Regions from separate parts of the Gossypium hirsutum genome. Here region 1 is linked to region 2. Evidence: chromatin contacts called from public Hi-C data. All regions are on one chromosome and are shown on one strand. Each heading gives the region's core, a stretch centred on a gene start, on an enhancer-like site or on the middle of the called end of the contact. The rest is flanking DNA. Distances are from core to core; before and after follow the strand shown.

Region 1 (5,190 bases), core at 30-2,529, 280 kb before region 2:
TAGAATCTTCCAAAGGACCATAGTCCAAAATCTGCTTTTGTCTTTTCTCGCCACCATGTTTTACTTAGCTTAGCTTGGATGTCCCCGATCACTCCTTTGGGAGCTAAGAAAATCGACAGTGCATACGTGGGTATAGATTGTAGAACCGCTTTGATGAAGACTTCTTTGCCACCAAAAGAGAGTGGCCTCTTGGTCTAGCTATTGATTCTGCAAGACAATCTATTATTAGTCTCTTTGAAGGCCGTTGCTTTCTTCTTTCTGATTGGAATGGGAAGGTCCAGGTAGTTGTTTAGGTTTTCCACCACCGTCATGCCTAGAAGATCACTGAAGATGTTTCTTTGAGCTCTAAGAGTGTCGGGACTAAATAGAACCATTGACTTTTCAACATTAATCTCCTGTCCTGAAATGTTAGAAAAAATATTAAACATATTAACCAACATTTCAACATCACACTTTTTATTTCTCACGAATAGAAGCGCGTCATTGGCAAAAAATAAGTGATTTATCCTAGGACCATTTCTACTGGCTCGGATGCCTCCTAGGATATTATTATCCTGAGCTTGGATAAGCATTCTCGAAAATGCTTCCATGCAGAATAAAAATAAATAAGGGGAGAGGGGGTCCCCTTGACGGAGGTCCCTCTCGGGGATAATAATATCCAATAAAACATTATTACATTTAATCGTATATTTAACCGAACAGACGAACAGACGCAATTCATAATGTTGACAATCCACTTCTCATCGAATCCAATCTTCTTCATAATGGTTTCAATAAAGTCCCATTCCACGCGGTCGTATGCTTTGCTCATATCGAGCTTGAGAACGAACCCTTTGTTGGGGCCATTTTTAGAGCTTTAAAGATAGTGAATGAGCTCATGCGCAATAAGAATATTGTCAAGTATCATCCTCCCCAGCACGACGGCACTTTGATTTTGACTGATGCAGCTAGGAAGAACCACTTTTAGGCGATTGGCATAAGTCTTCGAGATAATCTTGTAGATAAACCTGCATAAACTTATAGGACGGAAATTAGTCAGCTCACTTGGATCTCTCGTTTTAGGAATTAGAATGATCATAGTTTCATTAAGGTTAGAAATATTTTTGTTCCCGTTAAGGACATCCAAGCAGAAGTTAATAGTGTCGCTTCCCACAATCTCCTAGTGATGTTTGAAAAAATTTGCCGAGAGTCCGTCAATGCCAGGAGCTTTATTTGGGTCCATCTGCTTAATGGCCTGGCAGACCTCGTCCTCAGTATTATCCCTAGTAAGCCAATCATTTGTCTCTCTGGTCACGCACTCCCGCATATAACCCATCTCATGTATATTAACCCTTTGACCGTTTGACTTAAACAACTCCAAAAATAGTTTTTAGCCACATGGCTAATATCCTTGCTATTTGTCACCTAGTTTCCTTCCATATCTTTAAGCTTCTCTATAATATTTTTCTTCAACCTCCCAGTAGCTTTAGCATGAAAATACCGAGTGTTCCGATCCCCCTCCCTTAGCCATTTTGATTGAGACCTTTGAGCCCAATAGCTTTCTTCCCTAGCATAAAGAAAATCAAGTCTTTTACGAGTTCCCTTTAAAGTCTTCACACTGTCCCCTTTGCTAGTTGAATCAATAATCAGATCGATTTTTTCCTCCAGTCTTTACATTTCACTCTTTAGTCGTCCATATTTTTTACGCTGCCAAGGACCAAGAATCGACCTAACCCTATCCAGCTTATCCCCATATTTCGTATCACCCCTGTTCCACGCATCACCTATAATGTTTTCTGCTTCCCTATCACTCGCCCAGCACAATTCGAACTTGAAACACATTCTAGGGTCATTAGAGAAGTCTTTTGGTTTACGGCCCCATAAGTCTAGGAGAATTGCATCATGATCGGACTGGTTTGCCTCACCACTTTTGTAGCAATAAATGGGAAGTTTTCAACCACTGAAACCGAGCTAAGGAATCTACCTATCCTTTCTTTTATCAATCCACTCCCACTCCTATTATTGACCTAAGTAAACCATCCACTGTCTGGTTTGATATCTACCAGAGCCAACTCATCCATCACCTTTTTTAAATCATTCATATGCGCCCTTACCCCCCTGCACCCTCCTTCTTTCTCAGCGTCATTTAAGATAGCGTAAAATCTCCCCCAACCACCCAATCCTCCCTTACCAAGTCCTCGACCCTACGCAATATGTTCTATGAGTTACTTCAGAGGTTCAGGTTTGCGTGCCCATAGAATCCCGTAACTCGCATCTTTTTATTGTTCTCCAGATTAACCATGGAGTCTATATGATGCTTTGAATAGCTTTGGATAGAAACATCCATCCCATCCCTCCACATCAGTGCAAGCCCCCCATTCCTGCCCACTAAGTCAACAACCAAACCATTTTGCAACCTACATTTATTTTGAACCTTTCGAAAATCATTAGCAGACATTTTAGTTTCACTAAGAAAAATAAGATCAGGGTTGTTCGCAAAGAGAAGTTGCTTAAACTCGCTTAGTTTTGCGCAATTCCCCAATCCGCGGCAATTCCAATACAAGAACTTCATTATTAGAGATCGACTTCTATGATACTCCCTTAACAAAAATAGCCACATCGGCAGAAAGAAGAAAACAAAAGCCTCGGTCTCTACAACACCGCTTCAAGAAACATGACTGTAACGCACCGATAGATACCCGACGCAAACCATTGGACCAAAAGAAAATCCGACCAAAGAAGCTGCGAGAAAAACACCACACCAAAAGAGCAGCGAAACCCAAAGAACCAAAAAATGAACCAAACGCCCACCTTATCCTTTCACGACTATTCACCCACAATCAAAACCCCATCCCCAAGCATCAAGAAGAAGAGAACGGGCAAGAAAACAAAAGAACGAAGCAAGTATTCTATTCCTAATAAACCCAGGCTTCCAAAAACAACAAGCTTGAAAGTAAAAGAATGACAAATAAAGATAGAAATAAAAATAATACTTCTAATAGCCTTGCATCCTTAACACAAAAACACAAAAAGAAAACCTAACCAGATTACGTAGAAAAGTCAAAGAAAAATAAGTCTGCCATTAATGGCATACATGCAAAAGATTAAAAAAACCATGCAGGAGACGTACAACACCCCATGCAACCAATCATACAAAAAAAAAAGAACAAATAAAGAGAAAAATAAAGAAAACAAAATAAAAATGACAAAACCTTGTTAATATCGATGAAAATCCCACCAAAGCCAATTCTAAAATTGCTATAGGAAAAGATTGACGAACTAGGAATGAACCGCTCGTATAACCTCTACGAGTCTGCCACTGCACGAAACACGTACCAATACGAAAAGAACACCCTTTCACCCTCGGGTAGCATGCCACCGCTAAACTGGAACTCCTGGTGGTACGAATTGTCGCTTCAACCCCAGCCTCATCACTAAACGGGGCAACACTCAATTCCCCAAAACTTCCAAAAAAATCAAAAGAATAATAGGCAGACACATGAAAAGAAAAAAGAAGAACATAAATCGCCCAAATCTTGGAGAAAAAAATCAATTATTAGTTGATGTATTAATGCGAAACCGAGATAGCTTAATCTCTATATTTAAGGGATTAATTTGAAAAGTTATCAAGGTATGAAAATGGGTATGGATGTATTATGTTGGAAATTAGAAGTTTATGGTAGAAAATGAAAGATTATTAATAGATAAGTTGGTTTTACAAAGTGATTTTTAATGAAAACATGATTTAGGGACTAAAATGAAAATTTGTAAAATTTGATGAAAAAATTTAAAATTTTATGGATACATGTGCTGGAAAATTTGTAATGGGGCTTTGGTTAGGCTTGGAATAGGGAGTAATCTGCACAAGTTTCATTTTTCGGGCCTAGGGACAAAATCAAAATTTATGAAAAAGTTAGGGGAAAAATAGTAATTTTGCCTAGGACGTAAGTTAAGTCCATTTAAATATGAAATGTATGAAATTGATGGTGAAATTCATTTATATAGATCAGGACAACACTAATTCGAGGTTAGTTGAGGAAAAGAAAAGATGTCGAATTAGTAGACTTTTATGTGAACAAGTGTCGAGGTAAGTTCATGTAACTTAATCCGGCATGTAAATATGTTTAATTGAATATTGTGTTGTATGGAACGTGATTTACATTGATGTAAATTACTTTAATATTATAATGAGAAACCTAATACATGCCTGGAATGGTGATCAAGTGTGAAGTCCCGATTGAATGTTGAATTCTGATGATTGTTTACGCTTTCTCGAAACAAATAGGGTCCTGCATGTAACACCCATTACCCGTATTCGATGCCGAAACAGGGTATGAGGCATTACCGGACTTATACATAAGCAATCATACAAAACCGAGATATAAATTTCCATCCAAATTTAAAAATTTTCATATACATTCATATCGTCCCTAAAACGAGCCCACAAAGCCCAAAACATACATTGGAAATTGTTCAGTACTAAACCAAGAACTTTAGAAAGTTTTACAACACTTAGAAAAATTTTCACTAAACAAGGGACACACACCTGTGTGGCTTTGGGACACGCCCGTGTCCCTAACCCGTGTAACTCTCTATTTGTCACCTAAGAACAAATTGAAGACACACGGCCAAGTCACACGCCCGTGTGCTAGGTCGTGTGGTCGAATTAATTTTCATAATTTTTCATAAAATAAGTGTAGACTTCACACGCCCAGGGCACACGCCCGTGCCTAGAGCCGTGTCGTCCACATGGTTGAGACACACGCCCCTATGCTCAATTCTGAGCATTCTATTTTGTAACGATTAACGTGCAGGGGACACACGACTGGAACACACGCCCATGGGGCAAGCTTTATGTCACACACGGCCATGTGTCTACCCGTGTGGAAAAAAACAAGGCTATTTACCAAGCCATTTTATCGCCCTTTTATGCACACACCTACGCAACAAAACATAACACCAATTCAAGCAATTATATTCAACCAATTCAGCCACAATTCAAGACATCCACACATCATTCACATGCTACCATTTACCACATACGAACATCACATACTTATCAGCTTAAACCATGCAAATTTCCACATCCATGAAAACATCATCATATGCATGTGTATTTAAACCAATATTAGCCAATTTCAATGGCCATTTACAAAATGAATTATCAACGAACACAAGCCAACACATTTGGCCAAATCAATTATGACACAT
Region 2 (5,750 bases), core at 917-3,416:
TTATAAATAATTATTTAATTAATTGTTTTATACCCTGAATAATCCTAGTTTATTATAAAAGAACCCGAAGGTCCAACTAGCCCAAAAGCTGGAGAAGCAGAGGATAAACTCCTTCTAACAACACAAATCTTTCAAGCTCAACAACATCAAATCCAAAAATACATCCCAAAATCACAGTACATAGCCAAATAAATAAAAAGGAAACAAAACAAAACAAAATTGTCTCAGCACTGAAGTCAGCCATCCAGCAATCTTATCATGCATAATTGAATCAATAATCAACCCATGAGCCACATTGACAATGCCATTAGGAAGTTGACGTTAAAATCTTCACAATTCACCCATTCCACTTTGAAACAAATTTCATCGTCCCACAACAATATATAAAGTTTCAGATCATCATATATTAGATAGCAGTACATAACAGAAAATACAAGGATAAGCTGCAGTCACTGGTTCACTTCACTAAAAGTGTGAATAAGCATGGACGGAACGAGAAAATTTAAATTGTGTGATAAAATTTTGAAATGATTATAAAGATAGTCTAAACTAATGTATAATATTAATCAACAATTATTTTTTTTTTAAAAAAAATGTTATTGTGAGGTTGATAAAGCAGTTTTTGAAAAATATTTCACTTATAGATTGTTTGTATCATTTAGATGATGATATGTAATTTTGTTTCTTAATTGTGGATCAACCGGAAAGTTTTTGTTTTTAAAACTCAACTTAACTAATTAAACTTTTTTTTTCTAATTGGTTTGTATACGAGTTTAATTTTCACTCCCTCTTATTTTTTCTCTCTCTACTTTAATAGTAGACTATCATTTAAAATAATTTACATTTTAATTCAATATTTTAAATAAATAAATCTAAGTATTAAACACTTAAAAGATTTTCAAGAAGCCAACATACTAGTAATTTTCTTTCATAAAAAATAAAAATCTTTTAAATACTTTTTGGTGTCATGAAAATGTAATATGTCACACAATATGAACACAAATACAATATTCACAATAATAACACTATTGAAAACATTTTCTAAATAAAAAGGCTAAATTTTGAATAAATTTTCAAGAAATTCATGACTATAAAGATAATCAATCTTAATTTCTTCAAATATTTGTATTAATCAACCTCTAAAAATTATTACTCACTCAAGATATTAAAAATCTCATATAAAATCAATATTTCAAAATCATTTGATAAATAAAAAATAGATCTAACGTAAAAATCTCAATCATTCACAACACAAGCTACAATTCATCAATAAAACTTGAAAAAGTTATTACCAAATTAGAGAGGCCTACTTAAAGATATTGAAAAATTAATCAATTATATTATAAAAATTATAAATTGTATGAGAGAATAAAAAATTTTGAAAAAAAAAGTGATGAAGGTTGAAATAAAATAAAATAATTAATTTTTTTGAAATTTAATGAAAAATAATAATTTATTTTTTATAAAACAATTCATTTATAAAATAATTATTTTTTTAAAATTTTGATGAACAATTTTTTTTTAATTTTTGGTGGTCATTTCGTACAAATTAAATTTCTTTTATGAGTAAAATTTTTCCGCAATCATCTATGTGGCCTCCCACATATCAAAAGTCTATAACTGCTCCAAGGCTAGTTGTACCCTTTCATTAAAAGAAAATAATTGCACAATTACGATTTTTTTAAAATTATTGTTATATTAATTAGATTATTTTGTTATTAAAACTTTGAATGATACATTAATATTATGTTATATAATTTAAAATAAAAATGAGAGAGAATGATTACAATTCATTTAAAAATATTATTTTAAATTATATCATATATGATTTTTCTTATCATTTAAAAATTAAATTAATAATTTTAATAATAGAATCACCTAATTAAGATAAGATGAAAAGTTTGAAATGTAATTAAAATATTCTGATACTAATTTAAAATAAAAGTATAATTTGAGGAGGTTTGTGAAATTAACTTTTAAAATAACCTATGAGGAAGACAGGGCATACATACGGGCAGCTTTGGCTTCCTCTCTGTCACTCACTTGAAAAATACGAAAGAAGACAATGGACCTCTAATGATAACGAGAGACGAGTTTATGGGTAGCGCAGTGATATTAGTCTCGTCTCGAGTTTCTGATCAGTGGGGATCTGATCTAATCTTATCTACATCTCTTCGATTGATTGACACGGGGACTTATCCATTTTGTTTCCATTCGAGGCTTGGCCCATAAGCAGTGTAGGCTTCTGTCATCATCGCCATTCCTATCAATTATGTATCTAATTATCAGTATTTCCATTCATACAAGTGGCAATAAATCTCAATTCAAACAATAATCCTTTGGTGGTGGATTTTGATTAATGTTTCAATTGGATAGCGGAAACAGCCGAGTTTATCCTATTTACATGCTTTTCATGGCTTTAAATTACACAACAATCTTTAATCATATTCAGACGTTCAGAGCAGAAAAGACGAAAAATACATATTACTTCTTAAAACTAACAAGCCCAGGATTTAGATGATAATATAATAGGATTTCAACTTTCAAGCAAGTTGTGATGCATTTAATCCCATCTGGTGGAGATCCTAGCCATCAATCCATTCTTGGTGTGCAGGATAATGGATACTGCCGGAACAACTGGAGTTTCTTCTGATACATGAGTACGATAGTTGTAAATTATAGCAGATGCAACGGCTTTCATTTGAAGGAAAGCCACATCCTTCCCTAAACATGTCCTTGGCCCTGCATTGAATGACATGAACTTGTATGACGGCTCATGTTTAATCCTTCCTCTCTCGTTAATCCATCTTTCAGGTTTGAATTCAAGGCAATCTTCACCCCAGAAAGACTTTATCCTTCCCATTGCGTACAAACTAAACAATATTTTCATGGTTGGATGAACTGGATGCCCACTTGGAAGTATGTCTGGTTTGAGAGGTTCCTTGTGCTGGAATGGTACCGGTGGATATAACCTTAATGCCTCGCATAATGCTCCGTGTAGATAAACCAAATCCTTTAGCATTGAATAGCCGCCTCTTTTTGGTTTCCTCGGCAGGTAGTTTTGATTGAAGCTCTTCTATGATCTTGTTCTCCACGATCGGATGCCTCGAGACCAACCAAATGAACCAAGTAAGAGCAGAGCTGGTGGTGTCCGTCCCTGCAAGCATCATGTTCAAAATGGTATCTCTCAAGAACTTATCATCACATTTCAAACCTGTTGGTTTTTCTTCAGCTATGTATGATGTTAAGAGATCCACACCGTCTTCACCATTTTGTGAGACCAACCCTTTCGTCGTTGTATCCAGTTCTTTCCTCTTCTGGCATATATATTTAGTCATAATATCGTCAAGAACTTCCCATGCCTTTCTATATTTTTGTTCTTGTCCCATTTTCAACCACCTCTGCAACTTAATAAAGCTCTGTGGCCTGACATGCCGATAAAATATGGCTTCCTCAACATCATCCAAGGCTTTAGAGAAAGGAACTTCAGGGAATTCGAGGGAGAGACATTTAGGATCGTAGCCAGTGACCAAGATGCACGTAGTATCAAACGTAAACCTTTGGAATACATCTTCTAAATTGACCACCAAGCCTTGTTTGGCAACATAGTCAATGACATGAAAAGCCCTTTTTCCACCTTATCTCGGGTAGTCCTCAACAAAAATTTGTGAAACGACTGATTTCTCATGAATTCTTGAGCAACCATCCTCTGTTTTCTCCACAAATCCATGTCGGTATTGAAAATCCCGTCTCCCAAGACGTCGAAAAGCTGCTTGAATTCAGGTCCTTTGGGGAAGTTGTTAAAGTTGGAACTCATTATGTAGTGAACATTGGTAGGATCACAGGTCCCAACGATGTTAATCTTAGCAAACCAAGGACCATTGAAAAGAAAAGTATAGTGGCATCTCTCAAATGTCTCAGTACACCAATCGTGAATCCGATGAATGTTAAGGATAAGCTCAGGCAGCATCCCAACAATTGGAAAGCTCTTTGGAGATCGATTCTTATTTCTCAAGCAGCAGAGGAACAGAAAGCAAATGAGAGCCAAGACAGCTTCAAAAACACTGACCAATGCCATGAAATTGCCAGAAAACAAGCACCGGGATACGTACAGCTTCTGATGTTATCTTGACTGGTGATGGTTCCACTTCCACAGATATAACACAGAAGATTATATTCCTACTAGGGATGGGCAAAACAATGCTTTGTATATGTCAACGATTGACCGATTTATAATTTATGAAAAAAAAAAAGATATGCATACAATAATTGTAACCAAAATAAGTAAATAAAAACACGTGGACGGTTTCAACTTTTAAGTTCCATTTACCATGGCTATCTAAAAGATAAGTCTATTGGTATAATTTAAAAGAATTCCTGCCATTCATGAGAGAAACAGATACGTAGCTTTCAAACTGTCAGTGATTTTTCAGAGTTTAAGTTAGGAGATAAATTAAGAGAGATATAGTAGTAGGATATATTGTATTTTGATAGAAAGAATTTAAATTTAAAATTTGAAAATTAAATAATACGATTATTGTGAAGCAAGTATGGAACAAATTTAATTTAAAACAAAATGAATGCAGCACAACATGAATTTAAATGTAAAGTGAAAACAATTTAAATTTAAGGTTTTTTATTATAAAAATAATATTAACAAAATTAATTAATTACCTAAATGGGAAGAGAAAATATTTTTTAAAAATGGATTGTTTGTTACATTGCTCATCGGTGTCACTTGACACATCAGCGACATTACCTTACTTTTTGACCAATCATGCAACAAACATTATGCTTATTTTTTAAATATTGGTAACACCACTCTGTCAGACGACACCAATATGTATTTGTAAAAATACTCATGAAAATATAGGTATAAATGGTGGGTGAAAAACGAAAAAAATTACAAGTATATACGAGTATAAAATAGAATTTTTTTTATTGGTGTTCGTTTTCTCTTTTCCTTTTGCCTTCGATGTCCCATCATCATTTTTAGATGCATACAATAATTCATTTACGAAAACGTCATTAATTTCACAATCAAATATAGAAACAATTAACATCAAATATGAATGCTATTTTCATTTAAGTCTCTTAAAAATCCCAATATCTGAAATTCTCGTGTTTTTACAACTCTCCTGTTCGAATATAAATCTGACTTCATAACTATGCTCTAGGGAGTTCAAACTATCAATAAACAACCTTTTTCTCCAAAGTTCACATCATCATCTCTATCTAACTTCAAGCATTCAACCACGATTATCTTAATAAAATTTAACAATTTCAAAATCTAACAAATAGTTTAAACTATCTAATATCATAAGCTAAGAATCCATAAAAATTCAAATGAAAAGTCACTACTTACCCCAAGAATAATGCACAAAAATGGAGAGGAAACTAAAGAAAATTTTCTTCTTTCTTTCCTTAACTAGTTGGTGGAGAAAGATGAAGATGAAACTAGGTAAATGGAATATACTGACTCCCCCATTAACATATGTTTTTAGCTTAATAAACTTAATTAAGAAAACCAAATCAATTGCCATGATTTATTGATATGGAATGAGTGAGGTAGAAGATCGTAAGTTTGCCTAAGTCGCAATTTTAACTTAGGGCTCTAGATGATAAAAAAGAAACTTGAATTTTGGGACAACGTGAAGCACAAACAAATCCAAGTCAAATATAAGAATTTAAAAATTAAAGGAAGCAATTAAAATAGATAATTAAGATAGAAAAAATGCTTAAATAATTCA

The links. A called contact is a pair of places that touch in the nucleus more often than the background predicts.
Region 1: a Hi-C map of leaf shows a contact between it and region 2, with 2.3 times the contacts expected there. The contact joins two enhancer-like sites. A contact is called at or near these places in 2 of 34 Hi-C or Micro-C datasets (both in leaf).

Annotation. Positions count from the first base shown.
Region 1 is chrA11:66,913,575-66,918,764 of Gossypium_hirsutum_v2.1, reverse strand. No RefSeq gene overlaps it. Among protein-coding and RNA genes, the nearest start is that of LOC107901118, 22 kb to the left of the region's middle. Within about 2 kb of position 1,279, at least 1 of the 9 cell types and tissues checked has an H3K27ac peak or open chromatin away from gene starts, as enhancers often do. A contact at or near this core is called in leaf, where this site is marked.
Region 2 is chrA11:66,629,762-66,635,511 of Gossypium_hirsutum_v2.1, reverse strand. It overlaps the pseudogene LOC107901129. Among protein-coding and RNA genes, the nearest start is that of LOC121210611, 80 kb to the left of the region's middle. Within about 2 kb of position 2,166, at least 7 of the 9 cell types and tissues checked have an H3K27ac peak or open chromatin away from gene starts, as enhancers often do. A contact at or near this core is called in leaf, where this site is marked.